Regions from separate parts of the Gossypium hirsutum genome. Here all the other regions are linked to region 3. Evidence: chromatin contacts called from public Hi-C data. All regions are on one chromosome and are shown on one strand. Each heading gives the region's core, a stretch centred on a gene start, on an enhancer-like site or on the middle of the called end of the contact. The rest is flanking DNA. Distances are from core to core; before and after follow the strand shown.

The links. A called contact is a pair of places that touch in the nucleus more often than the background predicts.
Region 1: a contact with region 3 is called in a Hi-C map of leaf, with 3 times the contacts expected there. The contact joins the promoter of LOC107957493 here to the promoter of LOC107957487 in region 3. A contact is called at or near these places in 8 of 34 Hi-C or Micro-C datasets (callus, leaf and seedling).
Region 2: a contact with region 3 is called in a Hi-C map of leaf, with 2.7 times the contacts expected there. The contact joins the promoter of LOC107957495 here to the promoter of LOC107957487 in region 3. A contact is called at or near these places in 4 of 34 Hi-C or Micro-C datasets (callus, leaf and seedling).

Annotation. Positions count from the first base shown.
Region 1 is chrA05:31,899,496-31,902,195 of Gossypium_hirsutum_v2.1, reverse strand. It overlaps LOC107957493 (transcription factor IIIA), which reads left to right and starts at 1,361. Exons shown (of 6, transcript XM_016893003.2): 1 at 1,361-1,624; 2 at 1,723-1,848; 3 at 2,597-2,700. The coding sequence starts at 1,499.
Region 2 is chrA05:31,872,911-31,875,610 of Gossypium_hirsutum_v2.1, reverse strand. LOC107957495 (threonylcarbamoyladenosine tRNA methylthiotransferase) reads left to right here and starts at 1,410. Exons shown (of 11, transcript XM_016893012.2): 1 at 1,410-1,689; 2 at 1,782-1,820; 3 at 2,645-2,700. The coding sequence starts at 1,531. LOC107961217 (protein PHOTOSYSTEM I ASSEMBLY 2, chloroplastic) reads right to left here and starts at 435. Exons shown (of 4, transcript XM_016897415.2): 1 at 118-435. The coding sequence starts at 246.
Region 3 is chrA05:32,044,896-32,047,595 of Gossypium_hirsutum_v2.1, reverse strand. It overlaps LOC107957487 (NDR1/HIN1-like protein 6), which reads left to right and starts at 1,318. Exons shown (of 1, transcript XM_016892999.2): 1 at 1,318-2,366. The coding sequence starts at 1,375. The coding sequence ends at 2,154.

The DNA.
Region 1 (2,700 bases), core at 112-2,611, 150 kb after region 3:
TCTGAAGTTTCGCTGTCAACTTCTGTTTCTTGAACCGAATGCTCCCAAACACTTTTGAGTTCCACTGTCACAGCAGCTGCGAAGTTCTTTATCGTGTTTGACAAAGCTTTGTTATTGTCTCAATTTGCCTTAACTTGCTCATTAAAACCAATATGTGAAAGCCATCCGGAGAAGTAGTAAAATGGTTTAACTTTAGTGTCTCTGCTATGATTTAGAGTCTTCAGTAACAGAGGTCTATGATTTGGCTTTATTCTTGGCAGATGGTACATTATTAACATAGGCTCCAGTAGTTCCCAAGCCAAATTACGTTATACTTTGTCAAGACGTTCATAGGGGACCTTCCACTCCTTGTAAATTTGGGTCCTGTGAAACCAAGATCCTTCAGGTTATTATTAAACACAAAATTCTTAAAAGCTTGCAGCTCAACTTCCGGAACCACCCTGTGTCTCATTCTCGTGTAATAAAGCATTAAAATCTCCAAGTATGATCCATACTATCGTTGACTGATGAGCAGCACAACTTAATCTCTCCCATAGTAGTCTTCGTCTCAAACCATTCGGGATGCCATACATTGTTGTGAAAAAGAATCTCAATTTATCTAAAGCATATAGGCAAATTTAAAAATGGATTTAGAGTATTAAAGAAATTCATAATACTTATACTATAATATACTTTATATAAACCACATGATTCTCAATCTAGTGTACATTTTGAATTAAATTTTTTTATTCTTAAGTATTTTATAAAATTTGTAATTTGAATTACTTTTGTACATTTTTTTGTGTTTTTTAAACTTTTCTATTTTTTTCCTTAAATTTTTTTGTTTTAATAAAAATGTTTATACTAAATATTTTGAATCTTGAATTTTTTTTACTTTTTTAAACATTACATAGCTTTAATCTTAGTTCACCAATCTATTTTCATTTTTCAAGAGTTTTCTATTTATAAAACTATTTATACTTCTTTTCCGAAAAACCATCCATACTTTTGAATCTTAATTAGCATATTATTTTATTCTATTATTTACTTTTTTTTATTTTTCATTATATTTATTTTATTAATCCATTTTATTTAGTACACGTGAATATCATGTTAATTAAAAATAACTATAAATGAATATTTTATTTTATATTTTATATTTTACATTTAAATTGTAGTACAAAATTTAGTATTAATGCAATTTTATTGAACAATTACAAATATTGTTAAATTTTTATAAGATTAATCCGCACGGAAATATTACTAATTCCAAAAAATTATGGTTCAAATATTAAATTATATATTAAGTACTTTTAATTAAAAACAAAAGCATTAAGAAATTCATTATTTTCAACAAAATTGGATGGGCCAATCCTGTCTATTAAAACATTACCTTCCAAGGCAAATACTTGGGTAATTAGGGTATATATGAATATCTTGTGTCTCCAGCGTAGGGTTTCCAGAGCGGCTCGCCTGTTTGCTGTCCTTAACAACCAGTCTCCGCGAAAATCCATTAAAAATGGAAGAAGAAAAAAAAGTAGGAGGAGCCATCTTCAAAGACATAAGGCGTTATTACTGCGAATTTTGTGGAATCTGCAGATCTAAGAAGTCTCTCATCAACTCCCACATTCTCACTCATCATACGGTACCTGCCAATGGCTTCTTCTTTCTTTTCCCTTTTCAATTCAAATTGGCTTTAAGTCTGAAGATTTATTTTTGTTTTGAACTGTGGGTTTGGTTCAGGACGAAGTAAACAAAAGGGGAAAGGAAGAAGAGGGAGCTTCATCTTCAAATACATGTGAAGAGTGCGGTGCTTCTTTCAAGAAGCCTGCTTATTTGAAGCAACACTTGCAAAGCCACTCGCTTGAGGTCTTTTTAACTTGTAATTAGTTTCACGGTCAAATTTTTTTTTAAATAATCCTTTTGATTGCCCAATAACTAATACCTTGTTAACTTAATCTTAGTTGATACTTTGCTATCTGCCATATTTAGATATATGGGAGAATGATAGTTTTTGAAGATTTGGCTTACTCATAAACCAACTTCACGGTTAAACATGATTTTGGTATTTGTTTTATTTGCCTTAATTTTATAGCAATTTTAAACAATCATATGATAAGTGACTAAACAACCTATCTCTGTATCCTGATGTCTTGTATCTTACTACCACCTCTCTTACCTGTTTGAGTGTATCCATTTTTGATATAGATAAGCTCAATTGTTTTAAGTTTATTTATATTTTTGGAGGATCATACTTTCAGCTATGCAAGACAAGGTTGCAATAGTGAAAATGAAGAGCCTGTGTAACATAGATTACCACTTATGATTTATGACATACTTTTTTGCAGGAGTCACTTCATTTTATAATGTAACCAATGGATGTTATAGCGTGAAGCATTGGATCCCACAAAAAGAACTCCAAAATGCGAGAGGCTACATTGTTGTAACTTGAATGGACCAGTATCAGGTTGGGAGACCTCCTGAGAAGCTCCATCAAGTGAGCCTCAATCACGCGGTGTGGTATACTTTTGAGGTTTGAAGACTTGTTAATGTGCATGCATGCATCAATATTGGTTGTTATGTACTTGTAATTCTAATAATCTTTCTTTTGTTACAGAGGCCATTTGTTTGTTCGGTTGAAGATTGTCATGCTAGCTACAGGAGGAAAGACCACTTGAATCGCCACCTTCTTCAGCACCAAGGAAAACTCTTTAAGTGTCT
Region 2 (2,700 bases), core at 161-2,660, 170 kb after region 3:
AAATATGTATATATAGTGTGAATGATTTTAATGTATACTAATAAATCATATATTACATTATCTTATATTCAGTAAATAAGCTTATCAATTAGAAGAGGAGAAAGAGAGTTTAATTACCGAGTTTAAGGGACCAGATTTTGCAGCAAAGACAGGGAAAGCTCTGGATTTAATTAGCTGCTTATTTCCATTAATTAGCATCCCAGGAGTGTATTGAGGAAGATGAGGTAAAGCTGAGAGATTTGCCATTGTGAGATGAGAGTGGAATGAAGTGCTGAACCTATTAACTCGTAAACAAATAAAGAAAGTAGCACCACAAAATATTTATTTTTAATTGAGGCTGAAGAGAACTGGATAAAGGATGCCATCACTTATTATATACGAAGGCCACTTGGCTTGCCTACCCTACATTATATCTCCCGCTCTCTATCACTCAAATCCATTGCACCCTAGACCTTATATCTTTTTGGTTAATATAATTTTTTCCTCCATTTTAGTATTTGTATCTTTTTTTTTCTATTTTAGTATTTAAATTTAACCATTAAATTGGAAAAATATGTATAAGTTTGATAATATAATATTTTGAGATTATATCATGACATTACTTAAAAATAACAAACCTAATGATAAATAAATTAAAATAGACTTTTACACTTTTCTAATTTGAATGACCAAAATAAAACCTAATTAATAAATTCATGTACTAAAATAGACTAAAAAACCAAAATAAATCTAATTGCAGTCAAAATTTGCATTAACCCTTTATTTTTTCAAAACCTTCATCGTATATATGGGTTAACACACTTCTTCAGTCTCTCTAAATTTTAATATTGAGTAAATTTGTTTTTTTTAAAAAAACAGAGCAGTTTAATCATTATCGATTTCAAAATTGAGCAATTAAGAATAATTAATCACATTGTTAATATTTTTCATCAAATTTACATAAATTTGACTAATATAATAACAAATTTGGCTCTCATAATTTACACATTCTATCAATTTGGTCAAGATTTAATAAATTTAGCCCACAATATTTCTATAAATGTGTAAATGTTGAGGCTAAATTTGTTGATTTTTTTAGAATCAAAATCAAATTAACAAAATATGTAAAGATTGAAGGCTAAATTTGTTAGTATACCAATAAAAAATATACAAAATTTATGAAAGCCATTAATACTGTGATTAATTTTCCTCAATTTCTCACTTTCAAAATTGAAAGGTATTAAATTACTCCAGTTTTTTTTGTAGGGACGAATTTGCTCAATTTAAAAATCGGGAGTGTTTCTTTTTACTGGTATGCTTTATTAGGGACCAGAAAACTTGGGCTGTTTTGAGCTTCTAGTTCACATCAGAAAACAAAAGCCCAGCAAGTTCTGTCTTTATTATAGTTTTGGAATGAATTAAAGTGAAGCAAAAGCCCGATTAGTGAACCCAAAGCTCACTTTTTGGCAGAACAGGGTCTGGTTTGCTTTTTTTCTATCCTGCACTTTGCAGTGCAGCGGCCTCTGAAGTCGAAAGGGACGATCCAAGGAAATGGAAGACATAGAAGATTTGTTGGTCGGCAGCGGCGGAGCTCCTCCTGGGTTTAGGTTACCTTTGAATGCGGTTGGAGTTAATCCCAGGAAAAAGAACAAAGCCAAACCCAGCAAGGTTTCTCAAATGAATGATCCTCCCAAAATCCCTGGCACTCAGGTCCTTCTTACTTCCTAATATAATTATATTTATCATTTATCAATTTGTAAATAGTTATTCATTCTTTTTCTTTTTCAATTTCTTTGTTGCAGACTATTTATGTCAAGACTTTTGGATGCTCACATAACCAGGCAAGTTTTCCTTTTTTTTTTAATTTGTAATGTTTTAGGAAATAGCTTAATGGGTGGTTTTGAGCTTAAAAGAAGACCCAAAAACTGTGGTTTACTCAATGAACTGCGTTTTTGTCTTGTTGTAAATATCTGAATGCTAACTTCTTTTTAGCTCTTTCTTTTTGTTCCCTCAAATACTTAGATTCACCAAGAGTTTGTGTCTTACATGCTTATCCATAAGATATGATTGAAATTCATGGATGTTAAATAGTTGAAATAGCAGGCACCCTGCCTTGAGCTCTTATGTCTTGTGAATTTGAGTTTATTACTTTATTTTCTATAATAATGTGGTATGGAGGTTGATCCTCCAATTATATGAAGAAACTTAGAAAAATAAAAGAGCATACCTATATACATACTTGTATCCAATACTTGTTCTAGAGTCCAACACTTGTCAACCTATATTCGAATATCAGGTTGATCTTCCAATTATGTGATAAAACTTAAAGAAAAACTAAGCATACCCGTGTGTGACACTCATTCCCTAGTCCTGGTAACATAGGTTAACACTTGAAAGTCATTGAATATGAGAAAACCTTATATCTAACCAAAAATTGCTTTTGTAATATATCGTGTTATCTATACTAATTTAAAATCTTTTAATATTAAAGATACTAGTTGTATTGATTACATGTCAAACCTGATCTTGTAATTGAGTTTTAACGTGTTGTTGTGAAAAAGAATAAAGGTGCAGCCCATCTCACTCATGTTCATACATCTTTCCAAGTCTAGAATTCAATTTGATTTTTGCTTTTAGTTTATCTGATACTTTGACATCTTGTCAGAGTGACAGTGAATATATGGCGGGTCAGCTTTCAGCATTTGGCTATGCAATATCTGA
Region 3 (2,700 bases), core at 69-2,568:
CAAATTTGTCCCTCCTTACATACCAGATGACGGTCTTTCCCCTTCAATTTTGAAGGCGGCTCCTTTGATTTATGGCGTATCATTTATCCCCCTTCCAAGTAGTTGATGCCATCCTCAACAAATATTTTGTAATTTTCTCTACTTTTTATTCCTTTTTTTCAACATTAAGTTCGATATGTGTCATTAGTTCAAGTACAGGCTTCTATTTTGTCCAATTTGACTATTATAATTTGTTAAACTCTGCTATTAGTCCTTATACTTTGTAAAAGTTGTGAATTTAGTCTCTACAATTTAATTTGGTCATTTTTATACCATGTGCTTTTTAAATTTTTAAATTTCAGTTATCACCATATCATAACTGTTAAATTCATTGAGTTAAATTTTTTTATTTCTAAATCTGATGCGTCAAACATATTATCATATATTTAATGTTATGTTGGCTTGTTATTTCTACATATTCCTCACTAAAAGAAAAATCAATTAATGGATTAACAATCTACAAAAGTATGTATATTGTATAACTAGTAATTGAATTTAAACAAACAGCTTTAATAGCTATTGGTTGGGCCAACATTAAAATTTCAAAAATTTGAAAAGTACAGGGACTAAAATTGATCAAACTAAAGTACGAGGACTAAATTTAAAACATTTGTAAAGGACAAGGATTAATAGAGAATTTTAACCATTAGAAATTATGATTATTATCATATGAAAAACCTGATGACCAACCTTTAACAAATCCTAAGTCTATGTGCTGATCTCCCAAATTCAAAAATATAACAATAAAATTAGTGCTGATTTACCATCCACGTGGTTCAACTTGGTCTACAGTCAATTTTATAACAATTCTGAATTCCCAATCTGTTTCTAACTCACAAATTTTTTTTATTATGAAAAGAAAAATAAATTTTAAATGTGATATAATAATTTATGTTGTATTAAAAAATTTAATAAAATAATAATTGAGTTTCAATTCGATTGATGTGTCATTATTGTCAATACGAGAGAACGTAAATTTGAAAGTATGCTATTTTCCTATTTAAAGAATTGAGAAAAGACTATATAAATAAAGAAAAAATAGGGTTGAGAAGGAAATTATTAAAAAAAAGTTAAATATAAAATATATATCATCAAACAACATGTTTTAATTACAAAAGCATTGTAATATGAATGCGGACCATTAGGTGAATATTTGGATCAAAACTTCGTCTTTAGGAAAAAAGTCAAATAAAGGAAGCTTCTATTGTATGACTTAATCAATAGCTTCCTTCCCCTGCTCTATATTAATTCTATTTTTCTCAAGGTTTATTTTAGAAAATAAATTTATATGGTTACCTTCCCTTAGAGGCTTGAATTGAATTGAATACATCATCAATGGCGGACCAACAGAAAATCCATCCCGTCCCAGACGTGGAAGCGCCGCCAGAAACCTCCCCCAGTGCTCCCTTGGTTCCTCTAGGCACTTCTAAATCCGACACCGGTAACCCTGTCGAGCAACATCCACTCAACTCCCGGTCCCATGGCCCTTCTCCTCCTGTTAAGCATTCGACAGCTCCCAAGAAAAGAAGAAGCTGTTGTTGCAGGTGCATGTGTTGGACGCTGTCTCTTCTCTTGCTTCTGATCGTCATTCTGGGGATTATCGTCGGCATCTTATTCCTTGTTTTCCGACCAAAGCTACCCAAGTATTCTATCGACGGCCTGCGGGTTACGCAGTTCGATCTCAGCTCAGCCAATTCCAGCTTATCTGCTAGCTTCGATGTTAACATCACCGCCAGAAACCCCAATAAAAGAATCGGAATATATTATGACGGAGGTAGTCATATAACCGTATGGTACAATGAAACCCAACTATGTGAAGGGGCGTTACCCAAATTCTACCAAGGTCATCGGAACACGACCGTGCTGGTATTGCCGATGACAGGGCAAGTCCAGAACGGTACCGTGTTGCTGACGGCACTGCAACAGCAGCAGCAGATGACGGGGAACATACCCTTGATGCTGAGGGCTAAACAGACTGTGAGGGTTAAGCTTGGGAGCTTAAAGCTCATGAAAATGAAGTTCAGGATTAGGTGCCGCCTTGTGGTGAATGCTTTATCTGCTGACAATGCCATCAGAATTTCGAGCAGTAGTTGCAGCTTTAGGCTTAGACTTTAGAGTTTATAACTACGGCCATGGGGGGTGGGATATAATATATCATTTATATTACTTGATCCACATTTTTTTGTTTATGTTCTTTAATATTGGTATTGCCATAAGAATGGAGGATTTTTATGAGGTTTTGTCCTCCATATTATAAAATAAACACTGTTTTGTTTGCACCTAGCTCTGTAATTTCTTATTTATTTCTAGACCTATATATTATACAATAGTATTACCCTTTTTTTCTTTTGTTGAAGATCATAATAGTAATATCCTATTCTTTTCAAAATCCGAAATTTGGGAGTGATGACAAAAATATTAGATTCAGGAAACATTTTTTAAAAACAAAATTGTTGTTTTAAAATGGGTCAGAGCTTCGAATAGTATTGACTAAATATTGAATGTTAAAGCCGAAATGATTTAAGAGAAAATAGATTCCGTTCCCAGGCTTGGATTTGTCCTCCTTGCCAAATAGATGCTACGAAGTGACATCTTGTACTCTTCAATTCACTTGTGCATATTCAAATATACTCAGCGGAACAAAATGATTGAACCACATAA